Linked DNA regions of Canis lupus: region 1 is linked to region 2. A link is a contact called in public Hi-C data. All regions are on one chromosome and are shown on one strand. Each heading gives the region's core, a stretch centred on a gene start, on an enhancer-like site or on the middle of the called end of the contact. The rest is flanking DNA. Distances are from core to core; before and after follow the strand shown.

Region 1 (6,900 bases), core at 2,876-5,375, 47 kb after region 2:
AGTCTCCCCACTTGTAAAATGAAGAGAACAGTACCCACATCACATGATTCTCATGAGAATGAACTGAATTATCAAGTAAAATGCTTAAAACTATATCCAGCACCCAGTAAATCAACAATAAATGAAACTTTTCCTAACCAAGCAGAAATATCTTCTAAGAGTTGATTTCTAATTTACTGTAACATTTTAATTCACTTTTATAAAGCAGACTTCGGAAATGTATTTACTTTCAAAGAACGATGCCTTAAGAAATAGCTAAATTTTCCTAGACAGTGATGGCAGTCACAGAGAAATGGCTTATTTCAAAAGGTCCGTAACATAATTAAGGATAGAACAAGCAGAAATTATATTGTATTATAACCAATAGAAAAAATAATTCACCGAAGTTAGGATTGACAGCTAAACTAATAGTTCTCTTTGTCTTTTGTCCCTTACACTTTTCCAGCCAAACACTCTCCCGTTCCATTTTATGTGCATTACACAGGAAAACATTTCGAATCATAGACCCCCTCACAAATATCTGACTGGAGCAGCAGTAAAATTTTTATTTTAAACCAAGAAAAGAATTAGAGTTGAGTAAACTTTATTGTCTGTTCTTTCCACAGTGTTGCAATCCCCTATGCAATCTATGTCCCAAGCTGAAGAGAATTTGGTTGGCCCAATGCCAGCAGTAAGGAAATACGATACAGGCTGTAGAGTCTGATAAGGTCTCTAGCAGATGAAATACCATAAACATAACAAGCATCCTCAGAAAGTCCTCTGCTTACAGCAGCTGAAATTGTACCAATGCTTAGTGTGGGTGTTAAAGTACTCTGGGGCTCATGGGCTGGGTTCAAATCTTGGTTTTGCAACTTGCAAGATGTGTGACCAGGGGCAAGTTAGTTAACCTCTCAGTTTTTAAATTTGCAAATTAGGAACAGTAAATAAGTTTGTTATAGAAATTAAATTGGTTAGGATTTGAAAAGCATTTGGAATAGTGCTTGGCACACAGTGCTGTATAGCGACTACTAAATAAACATTGCAATAACTGTGGCACTTATGATTATTTCCACATGCAGATATGAAGAGGGTTTCAGTTTTTCATGTAGGCCCTCTCCCAGAACCATTAAATAAATTTCCAGAAAGATTATTTAAAATTTGATGCTGCAATATCAGCCATAAGGAGCATTTTACTTGCATTATTTCTTTAACATCCAGACAGTGTAAAAAAAAAAAAAAATTTGGATCTGAGAGTATTTTAGAAGTACAAAACCACATGTCTACTGGTAATTTCTAGATACCCAAAATGTTCATAATTAAAGCATCTAAGGTAATGTCTACTATTACTTTAGGAGCTAGAAATTGAAATAGCAAAAATATTAACAATTCTCAATCACTATGAACATAGCCTAAGTCACTTGGTTTATGGGAGAATTGATCCCTAAAAAATTGATGGAAAAATATTTCAACTTCTCTCCATATAAGGGAAATACTACAGAGGGTAATAAAAAGCTGTGTTGCTGAGTCTCATTCATTTTTAATAATGTTAGCATTGAGACTTCCAAGAGCAGAGGTTGAAAACAACCAAGCCCTAACCACCCTTTTTGAACCCTAGACTGACCATTGTCTCATATGAACTGTAAATATGCCGTAAGTAAAAAAAAAAAAAAAAAAAAAAAAAAAAAAATGTGTCCATTACAGGCCTCCATTTAGATGTAGATTGAAATATTTATGAAGGTTGAGATTTCAGATGCTCATGAGGAGGAGACACACATATCACAGGTGGCCCCTTCACAATCAGATATGTCATTGTGGAACATGAGGCTTGTCCTTGCAAGGGAATTACTCTGGCTAGAACAGCAATTCTCATCCCTTAAATCATTAAGCCTGGCCAATCTGATTCTACTACTGTTGGGGTTTTTTATTTTTTGTTTTTCAAGTAGATACCAATTTGCTCTGCGTATCCAAAATTTCTTTAAACTGTCATGAATTATTTGCTGTATAGGAGCATTTGGGGAACAGGCTGACAATGAACACTCTGCACCTGAAAATTATTTTATTATCTGAAGAGGTCCTACTCCAGAACATTCTCCGTGCTTTCACACTTTGGTTTAGGAGAAGTGTCTCAAGGGAATGATTCAAACAACAGGAAACCTCCATTATTTTTGTGGCAGGTATGAGAAAAATGGGCTGAAATAAAAGGCAAGATGAGAAAGGAAGCCCTTTTTTAAAGTTAGGATTTAAGTTCTGTCTGAAAAGAAGTTCAAAACCTAGGTTGGGTCCCAAACGATTGTTTAAAAACAACAAACAAACAAACAAACAAACAAACAAAACAGTAAAACTGCTTTTGAACTTGGAAAATTTTGTAAGGTGTTCTTGGTTGGGGGGGGAGGGGGGCTGGGGCCCTTAAAAAGTGACTTGCTGATTTTCATCACCAAGGAAATGTTTCATAATATCAAATATGTCCTCTTACATGGATGTATATATACCACCCACTCTCTGTGCGAGGTGTCACTGAATAATAGTTTGGGGTTTTAAAAGCTGACGGTATCAATGCTGCAAAAGATAGGGGCCAACTGCTTCCAGGGCCAGAGGCTTCTCTCTCTCTCTCACTCTCTCTCTCTGTCTCTCACACATGCATCTTGTTCATATCCTTCTATAAGATAAGTGCTGGTAAAGCCACTACACACAGCCTCGGCTCTGGCCCGCGCCAGGACCCTTCTCCTGTAACATGGATCTGGGAATCGAAGCATCCTGATAAGGAACCACCGGACGGCCTCCTCGCCCGGGCTTCCTCCCCGTCTCCAGCCACCCGTCTCCACCGGATCTCAGTCGGAACCCCAGAGCGACAGCCCCTCCCGGAGCCCGGGCCCCCCCTCCGGCCACAGGGTCGATTCCCAGGCCCTCCGGCCAGGAGGCGCTGCGGACCGGTTCCCCGAAGCCACCGGCAGCCCGAACCCGGCCCCCCTGCATCCCCCGCCCCCCCTGCATCCCCCTCCCTCCTTGCATCCCCCCCCGCATCCCCCGCCCCCCTGCATCCCCCACTCCCCCTAGCATCCCCCTCCCTCCTTGCATCCCCCACTCCCCCCGCATCCCCCGCACCCCCCGCCCCCCTGCATCCCCTCCCTCCTTGCATCCCCCTCCCTCCTTGCATCCCCGCCCCCCTGCATCCCCCGCCTCCTCCTCCATCCCCGCCCCCCCTCCCCCCGCCCAGCCCCGCGGCGGAGCTCCGAGTTCCGCGCCGCCCGCCGGGGTTACTCCCGGTCACTCCGCGGCACCGTCTCGCCGCGGCCTCCGCACCCGTGCCCGGCCTCAGGCTGCCCCAAGAGACCAGGCGGCAAAGGGCAGGAAGGATGGGGGGCGGGGGGCCGCGCACCTCAGCTCCAGGTTTCCGCAGCCTCTTCTTCTAAGTCTTTTGTCTTTAAAAGGAACGGACCGCGACCCCAGCGGGGCGGGCGCCCCGGGGCCCCCCAAGTGGCCCGCAGCGCCGGCAGAGCCCGCTCGGGACGGCGCCCGGTCGAGTTCTCGGGGCGCAGGAAGCGCGCTGCGGGCGGTCCGGGGGCGCACGGGGCGAGCCCCAGGTCAGAGCCCGGCCAGGCCGGCCCCGGGAAGAACGGCCCGAGGCTGCGCCCCCCGCCCCCCCCCGGCCCGAGGGGTTCGCGGCCGGCTCGGGCTCTCCGCAACGAAGGGGAGCGCGGGGTGCCGGTGCGGCTCTCGGGGAGCAGCGCCCCGGTGCCACCAGGGCCCCCGCCGCGCGGCGCCCGCGCCCAGGGATGCTTCCCGGCGGAGCCCCGAGCGCGGCAGCTCCCGCGGGTCCCGGGCGCCCTCCCCACCTACGCCGCCCCCGCCCCACCCGCTGCAGGGGGCTCGGGCTGCCGCCCCCAGCCCCGCGCCTCCCCAGCCTCGGCGGCCCGTAAGCAAGATCCCTAACGCCCGGGTCGCTGGAGAGCCTCTTACCTGCTTTCCACTGTTCTGTGCGCGTCTTTGCCCCCACCCCTGGAAAACCCTTCCGGAGAAGGGGGGACACGGGGGGGGCGAGGGGCAGAGCACCCCGAGAAGCGGGCTGTGGGTGCGCCGGTCCCACCTGCCCCGGGGACGGAGGTGCCGGCCGCGCCCGCTCCCGCTCGGAATTACCGGGGTTTCGCCGCGACTAGTTCCTTTTATAGATTCGGCTGCGCCGGGCGCCGGGGTTACTACCGGTCAAAGCCCGCTCGCTCCCTCCTCCCCGCCCCCTCCCCGGCCTCTGTTTATGTAGTTCAGTCACTCAGCAGAAAGCACGTGGAGCCGCGCCCCGCCCCTTAAACGGGCGACGTCCCGCTGCTCCGGGCAGGGCGCGGGGGGCGCGGGGCGGGGGGCAGGGGCGCGGGGGGCCCCGGGAGCCCCCTGCCCCGCCCGAGCCCGCCTGCCCGGGGAGAGCGCGCAGCCCGGGGCTTGGGGCCGAGCCAGGGACTGTCTCCTTGCACGTTCCCTTGGGCCAATAGCACGGGTGGAAGCCGCTTCCTCCAAACTCGTGCTTTCAGCAGTTTTCCCCCCTTTGTTACTTCCCCCCGGTCGGAGGGATTGAGCGGCTGAAACCCCTCCGGACACCAACCCTTTAGCCTTTCCTTTCAAATGCCCAGGGTGTGGGGGAAGACGGACAGTCCTCCGGATAATTAGCAGTTTTTGTTTTCCACCACAAACCCTGACTTTGGTATTCAATAGGGGACTTATTTATTGCCTTTGGGATTCCCAGCCTGGGCCTCCCAGGTCCCTGCGAGGGCCAGTGAAAAGCCTCTTGCTCCTTCTTTTTGCAAAACGAGGGGGAGGTGGGAGGCCACAAAAAAAAAAAAAAAAAAAAAAAAAAGGAACAATGTGAATGAGTGTCCCCCTTTTTATGCTCATTATATTGGTGGGAGTCTCAGTGATAAATACACAGAGCTCGTGTTTTGGCTTCTGTAGATTTGCAAAGTGCAGCTAGAGGATCACGGTTGTGAAATTATAGAACCATTCCAGTTCTCCAGCTTCCTCCTCTGGCTTAGCCATGACACTCAGAAGCACACAGCCCATAACATTTGAGGGACAGAAGCCCAAGTGCGAATGGAGGCCCACAAACCTTGTCTAAATATTTAAATCATACAGCCAGCCAACAAAATGTAAAATAAAGGTCTCCTGCCTTGACAAAGATGTCTTTGAAGCAACCTGGAAGGGCAGGTTCACATAAAGACTCTTCAGGGTCTGACCTGAGTTTTGACAAGAATGTGGTGGAGGGGGGGGTGTCAAACCCCTTGTCTTCCCACCCCCAGCTCCATTATACTCCAGTGGGCTTCAGCTGTACAAGCCCCCACCCCTCCACACCCCTCCACACCCCTCCACACCCCACCACACTGTACTCACTAGTCAGGACCACGACTTGGAGAGAGAGGTACACACATCAGTGCTTCTGTCAGTGCTCAGGACAGATCCAGTGAGGAGGCCCATGCAGGCTCTGAAAGTGCACTTAGGGGCCTCAGGGCAAGGAATTCTGGGGTCCCTGGTCGGGTACTCCTAACTCCGGTGGCATGGCTCTGTGGCCCTGGGAGTGCTCACCCTTATGAGGAGGGCCAGAGCCAAGCCTTCTGAAGCCCAGGGCCCAGCAGCGTCTTGCCTTGGTTCAAAGGATAACTCTGGCCAAGACACTGGGTTCTGGGTCAAATGTGGCTGAACCACATGATGTGCAACTTTCTGCCTCCATTTCTCCATCTGTAAAATAGACTGTGTATACTCTCTCTCTCTCTCTCTGCCTCACAGGGATTTTCTGAAAGTGAATTTTGTTCATTTGACCTCCTTGGAAGAAGAGTACTATAAACAAAGAGGGTGTTACTAGCTGACTGTTAATGTCATTTTCAGATACCAGCCATGGCCTATGAGGTTCTTCCCCTGCCGAACCATCAAACTCCAGGCCTTGCAAAGAGTTAAAAGTAATCTCTCTGACCCTCTAGATATCAAGGAAAGCTTTCCTTGTATGATCAGGGGAATGATTAGCTCTCCTGGACTCCTCACTCCCTGCCTTACCCCCCCATCTTACACTCACCTATCAATGTGCTTAAAATCCCACCATCAAAATCATTAAAGGCTATGGTTCCCTCCAAAAAACCCCTATTAAAGTAATCACTTTGTGCTACTGGGGAATGAGTGACAGTAAATTCTGTACAAGAAAGACAAAGGTAGGATGGTGAATAAAAGAGGTGAGCCCAAGAAGAAAAGCCCCAGAGAGAGGATAGCCATTGATTTTAAATTAAATACATAAGTCTACGGTTCTAACACCAAACATGATCACTTTTTTTTTTTTTTTGAGAGGGAAGTAAGGAGGTATGGGGGGTGGGGCAGAGGGAGCAGGAGAGAGAGAGAGAGAATCTCAAGCAGGCTCCACACCCAGTGCAGAGCCTGACCTAGGCTCACAACTCTGAGATCATGACCAGAGACGAAATCAAGTCAGACGCTTAAAAACTGAGCCACTCAGGCAGCCCTGTGATCATTTTTAACAAGAACAATCTGTGGTGTCAAGAATCTGCTCACCCCTGCAAAGAATACATGAACACGCCACAATGGTGGAAACATGTTTATTAGTCTTGTTGATTTCTACCAAAAAAGAGCCCAAGTCCCCAAAGAACCCAAGTGATTTAGCCAAGTGACACAAGGACAGACATAAATGTCTGCTGATACTGAGCCCATATTTTGCAAGTGTGACAGGTTCGTATGACAAAAATACTGAATTCCAAAAGTTAGGGTGTAAGAGAATGTGTCCCTTGAGAAAGTTTGTAAACACGAATGCTCTCCCTTAAATATCATAGGCTGATTTATTCCTGAGTATGCCTCAATGAGCTTTCCTCCGACTCCTGATTCCTGCTAACACCCATATGAAAACCCCAAGTCCCCACCCTAGGTGATCTTTTCCAAATATTA
Region 2 (6,355 bases), core at 3,638-6,137:
GGCAGGAAATCAGTTTTATTTCAACCAGATGGCCCATGACACCAAGTTGCACACTCCACTCCCGGGATGGTTTGGCAATGCCAGGCTGAGCAGAGAGGTAAAAACAGTGAAGTTGAGCTTGAGCTAATAATCTCCTTCAGCACCAAATCCAAGACAGGGGTTTAGGGCAGCCCTGGTGGCTCAGTGGTTTAGCGCTGCCTGCAGCCTGGGGTGTGATCCTGGGGACCCTGGATCGAGTCCCACATCGGGCTCCCTGCATGGAACCTGCTTCTCCCTCTACCTGTTCCTCTGCCCCTCTCTCTCTCTGTGTCTCTATGAATAAATAAAATATTTAAAAAAAAAAAAAAAAGACAAGGGTTTATTCATTTCTTTCCAGGCACTCTTAAAGAATCTAACTGCCACCAGCCCCACCAAGGAAGGAACCTGAACATCGCAGCTTACCTTGTGGAGGCTGACATTAGCCTCCAGCATTTTGTCCACAGTGAGCCTTGGCAGAGAAAGGTTGTGTATCAAGAATCCAGAGAAGGTTTCATTGTCCACTAGGAAATCCTGAAGTTTCAAGCCTGCTGAGAAATAGTATTTCACTTTCATTTAATATGTTAAAAAAAAAAAAAAACATGATGGGGCAGGTGGAGAAAAACATCTTAATATTGATGACTTCATTCTAAACCAATTGATAACCACAGGTCTCTGGCTTCAGCATACAGAGAAATGACATTCAGGGAGCTTTGCCTTACAGGAGAGATGAAAAGAATACTTTCTGAAAACACGTAGAGCTAAACTACGAGTGTGCTCCTGGATTCAAACAGTGTGACAGCACCCTACATGCTCACACAGCCTTTTCTCGTTTTCGAGGAAAAAGCCAAACCTTTTAAGTGATCTTGTCCAGCCCATCTGTGATTTGTGAACCTAACCCCATGCCACCTCAGCTAAAAATCAGAGATATTTAAAGCCTTCGTCCCACAAGCCCCCTAGAAGGCTGATCTCCTCTTGATGCAGAATAGCGGTTCTCAAACTTCAGTGCACAAAGGAATCATTTGACAGCTTGTCAAAAACAGATTACCAGTCTGCACCCCCAGAGTTTCTGATTCAGCCAGCCTGGGGTTAGGGCAGAGAATTCACATTTCCAATGAGCTCCCAGGTGATGCAGATGCTGGTGATCTGGGCCCCGCACTTTGAGAACCACTGGTGTAGAGCATTACACATATCAAAGCACTTTCATAGATGTGATCTCATTTTAATTCCAACTGTGGAACACCTGATACAGAACTCCAAAACCCAGGTCTGCTAGACTTAAAACACAAGCATAAAAAAAAAAAAAAAAAAAAAAAAAAAAAACACAAGCATAAACTTAAAAGTCAACCCAACTAAATGACTGGATTACTGTTGTGTTTCACGAAGAATCCCTTTAATAATAAACCCTGCAGGTACATTCCAGTGTAGTGAAGCAGAAAAAGCACTGGCCAGAAATCCAAAATTTTAGTCTTCAGAGTTGGAGACTGTGCCTGGTGGTGTCATTTGGGCATTTCATATCATCTCTCTGAACCTCAGCTTTTTTATCTCCAAAACAAGAAGTTTCTGCCCAGATGTTGGGTGGGGGGCCCCTGACTCTGAAATGTTGCTGTTTCACCTGCCCTATTTCATCTGACCACCTGCTTCTCCTTCAGCCCCACCCTCTTAATAACCCAACTTCTTTTTTTTTTAATTTATTTTTTATTGGTGTTCAATTTACTAACATACAGAATAACCCCCAGTGCCCGTCACCCATTCACTCCCACCCCCCGCCCTTCTCCCCTTCCACCACCCCTAGTTCGTTTCCCAGAGTTAGCAGTCTTTATGTTCTGTCTCCGTTTCTGATATTTCCCACACATTTCTTCTCCCTTCCCTTATATTCCCTTTCACTATTATTTATATTCCCCAAATGAATGAGAACATATAATGTTTGTCCTTCTCTGATTGACTTACTTCACTCAGCATAATACCCTCCAGTTCCATCCACGTTGAAGCAAATGGTGGGTATTTGTCATTTCTAATAGCTGAGTAATATTCCATTGTATACATAAACCACATCTTCTTTATCCATTCATCTTTCGTTGGACACCGAGGCTCCTTCCACAGTTTGGCTATCGTGGCCATTGCTGCTATAAACATCGGGGTGCAGGTGTCCCGGCGTTTCACTGCATCTGTATCTTTGGGGTAAATCCCCAACAGTGCAATTGCTGGGTCGTAGGGCAGGTCTATTTTTAACTGTTTGAGGAACCTCCACACAGTTTTCCAGAGTGGCTGCACCAGTTCACATTCCCACCAACAGTGTAAGAGAATAACCCAACTTCTTATAATAAAGAGAAAACCAGCTCATCATGACCACGTGACTGGCAATGCTCATTCCCAGCCTGCAGCCCACAGGCCCCAGCATCTTTATTTAACCCCTTATTTTTACAAAGTAAGGCAGGGGAGCCACAGCATGGATGAAATGTCCTGGCAAATAAAGATGTCTCCAAGCCTCAGGAAGTATACACACAGGGTGACCCTCCTTGACCACAAATTCCTCCCAAGTAGTGAAAAACCCGAGTAGTACGTGGACACTGCGCAAGGGACTTCATAACAGCCTCCTTGCTCCAGAGCAGGATTGCTGAAGTGTGGGAGGCTGACCCAGGCTAAACCTGCAATGGGTCTAGGTCATAAGCAACACCCTTGAGACCAGCAAGTACTCTCAGTGTGTTTATAAGGCTCTTCTGTAATGTCAATGGGCTCCGAGGATGAGAACAGCTGGACATGATCAAATTCAAACCGCCCATCAGTGAATCCCCTGGATGAGACAGAAAAACCAAGAGGCCGATTCAACAGTCAACAACCCTTGGCAGTGCACGTGCGCTGGGTGGTGAGGTCGCTGGGTGGGGAAGCAGCAGGGCGGGCCAAAGACCCTTGGCGACAAAGAACTCCCACTCTGATCACATGCATGCCACACATGAGGACTTAGATTCATACACCACCACCAACAGCCACAGCCTGTGTGCACAAAGGAAGGCAGTGTGGTGTGGTGCGGTGCCTGGTTCCCGACCTTGGCTCTGATTACGCTCAGATAGGTAATGTTACAAGAACCCCAATGCCCAGGCTACAAGCCCCAACGTCTAATCAGAGCTTTTGGAGCTGACACCCAGGTGTCAGAATTTTATACAGCTCCCCAGGCAATTGTAGCTGAGTTTGAGAAATGGTAGAGTGGCACAAAGATCAGGGATCTGGGACCAGAAAAACCTAACTTTGGTGCTGGACTCTACTGTTCACTGAGAAATGCATTTTGCCTTCCCGAGACCAATTTTTCCCACCTAAAAGGTAAAGGATAAGAGTATCAGCACCTTTGCAAGATATGAAGATTGGAGATATTCATGGGTAAAGCATGAATGGTGAATAACTGGCTCATAGTATATGCTCAATAAATGGTAATAATTTTGTGATTGCTGGAAAGGATTTTCTTTCATCTAACTTTACCAATGTACCTAAGTGAAGTGTAACGAGAAGGTAAGGACTCGGTTCTTGCCCTCAAAGAACTCTTAAGGCTGATAAGGGAGATGAAGAGACATGTCAATAAAGTAGAAGGAATGAGGAAGACAGTTCATGCAAGTGCTTAGGCGGAATGGGAAGAGTCAGGCCGACGCCTAATTCTGGAAAAAGGCAAGAGGGCCAAAAATCTCCTGAGGTTGTGGCTGGGGAGATCCCTCATCATGGCAGGGCCAGGACACTCTGTAGTCATAGTGCTGTGTACACAGTAGCTTCTATAAATGTTTTTCAGTGGAAAAAAATAAGTCAACAAGCAGATAAACATAGAGGAGATTCCTCAAAACTTAAGATTTGGGGAGTGGAATGGGAGGAGGAGAAAGGAGTGTAGCAGGAGACCAGAGTGGGGTGGCTTTGTACCTCTGGTCTCCATTTTCTCCATTATGCAGCTGGCAGGAGAATGAGTAAAGAAGCCAAGAATATGGAGAAAGCCAGATGTCTGAACAGTCCTTCTTCTCTTTGGCCTAGCTAACCTCTACTCTTTTTTTCTTGGCCCGTGAACCATCTCCTCCAGGAAGCCTGCCCTGACTTTCTCACACTCAAGCTGGGGTTAAGTGGCTGTCCTCTGTGCTCTAATAGCTTCCTGTGTTTCCTTCAAACAGCACATAGATGGAGCTCCCATTGTCTGGGCACACATCTTTCTCATCAGAAGAACAGAAATGCCTTGAGGGGGGCATGGGTGCCTCAGTCAGTTAAGAGTCTGACTCTTGGTTTTGGCTCAGGTCATGATCTCAGGGTCATGAGAAGGAGCCCCATATCACAGTCCATTCTCAGCGTGGAGTCTGCTTGAGATTCTCTTTATCCCTCTGCTCCCCCTACTCACTCTCTCTTGCTCTCTCTTTCTAAAATAAATAAATCTAAAAAAAAAAAAGTGTCTTGAGGGCCAGGACTTTGTAATTTCAAAGCACAGCAGTGCCCAGCACAGAAGAGGCACCAGAAGATCTGAATCCAAGTCCTAGCTTTGCTCTTTCCTAAGTGTGGAGCCATGAACCTCGCTTCTCCCCTTTTAATCTCTCTGGGCCTCAGTTTCCTCAGCTGCACAATGGAGCTAATAACAATCACAAGATGTCATAAAAACCAAGATCAAGAATGTAAAAGCACTCTTTCAGAGGCAAAGAGTTGATGAGCCTCAACAGGTGACGCAGGGAACTGAGAGGGGGTGCATGCTTGTCACAGAACAGTCACCACGGAGCTGGGATGCTCGCTAAATTCAACATGAGGCCCTGCTGCCCACGGAGAAGACTCAGAGTCACTACCCAGCAGAAGGCGGAGAGAGCTTTCCCGCTACAATCTCTCCAATATGGACCGAAGGGTGGCCTGTCCATTTCCCAAGAGCTTTGCTTTGGATGTACAAAGGTAGGGCAAAGGAAAGGAGAAAAAGAAAACAAAAACAAAAACCCAATTCAGGATCTTAGAGTCTGAAGAACAAAACAAGTGAAATATGTGTCTGTGGGCTGAGGAAGAACAGGGCCGATGCCTCCGTTTCTTGCCAATCCTCAGGGCCCGGCCTCACTGACCAGGCCGAGGAAACACTTCCACAGCAGACAGCGGGGAGGCCCTGCACCCGGCAACATGTTTTCATGGTCACTTAGAGCTGCTTCTGCTTCTCCCCAGCCTGGCTGAGCACAGCTGAGGACCAGGAAGGGCGGGGAGGGCCTGTGGGAAAGGGGGGGCTGGTGGGGAGGAGGGGGAGGGCTGGCGGGGAGGAGGGAGGGCGGGCAGGAAGGCGGAGGAGGGAAGCCCTCGGCACAGGCAGGGGTTACTCTCGGTCAGTACCCTCCAGTCCCCAGCTCGAGTTTCAAGATCCCTGTAGTCTCTTTTGTTCAACATGAAAAGGAACCACAGCAATCAGTGGCTTGAGAAGTGGGTGGAGGAGGAAAATGAGAAAAAGCAGAGAAAGAGATCACGTCAGCATCCAAGGGCCCAGAAACTCTTCTTAAAATGACCCCAGGAGGGTCTCCCAGCCTTTGCCCTGTCAAATGGGCAATGACCTGGAGGGGACCAGGCCAGATTCTAACTTGTCTGGCCATATACACAAAACCTTAAGACACTTCTCTGCTAGAAAGGGCTGGTAAGTTAGGGCTTTCCTTTTTTTCCTGATGTTAGGGCTCTACTTTCTTCTCCAGGGATAGCTACTGCCAGCTTCCTTGAGATGGCTGGACCCTCCTCTCTGGGAAGACCAGGGCCTCTCTGGGAATTTCGGGGCTCTGGGCAGCAGAGTGAGACAGGGAGAGTGGCTGCTCCCTGGGTGACCCCTTAGGGCTGGGTGAGAAGAGGTCAGGAGCTTGGGATGGGTACAGCTTCAGAATTTGTCCACTGTGCATCTGCGCTTGGGCTTCCCAACCCGAGAGATTTCTTCACCACAGTGAGGGCTTGCTGAGGGGATACCAAGACATAACGAAACAGTCTCAGGTTCTGGAGACTGGCTAACCTGGTTCAAACCTCAGTTCCAGAATTTTCCAGTCATTTTCCAGACCCCCTTGGAGGAGTCACTTGAGCTCTCTGAGCCTCCACTTTTCTAGAAATGGAGGTTTACCTTTACTAGGAGTGCGGGTTTGTTTAAACAAGTTCAAAACAAATGTTGATAAAGTCATAGATGATAATTACGTGAAAGGGTCCCAAGAGAAACCAGAATATTTAGGGTCACGCTCGCTGAACCCTTTGTAGCAAGTACCAAGGAAGCCAGAGTCTTCTCCTGAGACCAACAGAAGTATTCTAAAGCTTACAAAACACCTATTCCTTAAAGTATTTTACACACAGGTTAACTTGCATTAATTCAACAAGCTACAAAATGGCTACT

The links. A called contact is a pair of places that touch in the nucleus more often than the background predicts.
Region 1: a contact with region 2 is called in a Hi-C map of blood, with 1.6 times the contacts expected there. The contact joins the promoter of ABCA1 here to the enhancer-like site in region 2. A contact is called at or near these places in 2 of 9 Hi-C or Micro-C datasets (both in blood).

Annotation. Positions count from the first base shown.
Region 1 is chr11:61,249,928-61,256,827 of UU_Cfam_GSD_1.0, forward strand. It overlaps ABCA1 (phospholipid-transporting ATPase ABCA1), which reads right to left and starts at 4,126. Exons shown (of 50, transcript XM_038553002.1): 1 at 3,937-4,126.
Region 2 is chr11:61,202,519-61,208,873 of UU_Cfam_GSD_1.0, forward strand. ABCA1 (phospholipid-transporting ATPase ABCA1) reads right to left here. Exons shown (of 50, transcript XM_038553002.1): 6 at 442-563. Among named protein-coding and RNA genes, the nearest start is that of ABCA1, 48 kb to the right of the region's middle. Within about 2 kb of position 4,888, at least 10 of the 20 cell types and tissues checked have an H3K27ac peak or open chromatin away from gene starts, as enhancers often do. A contact at or near this core is called in blood, where this site is marked.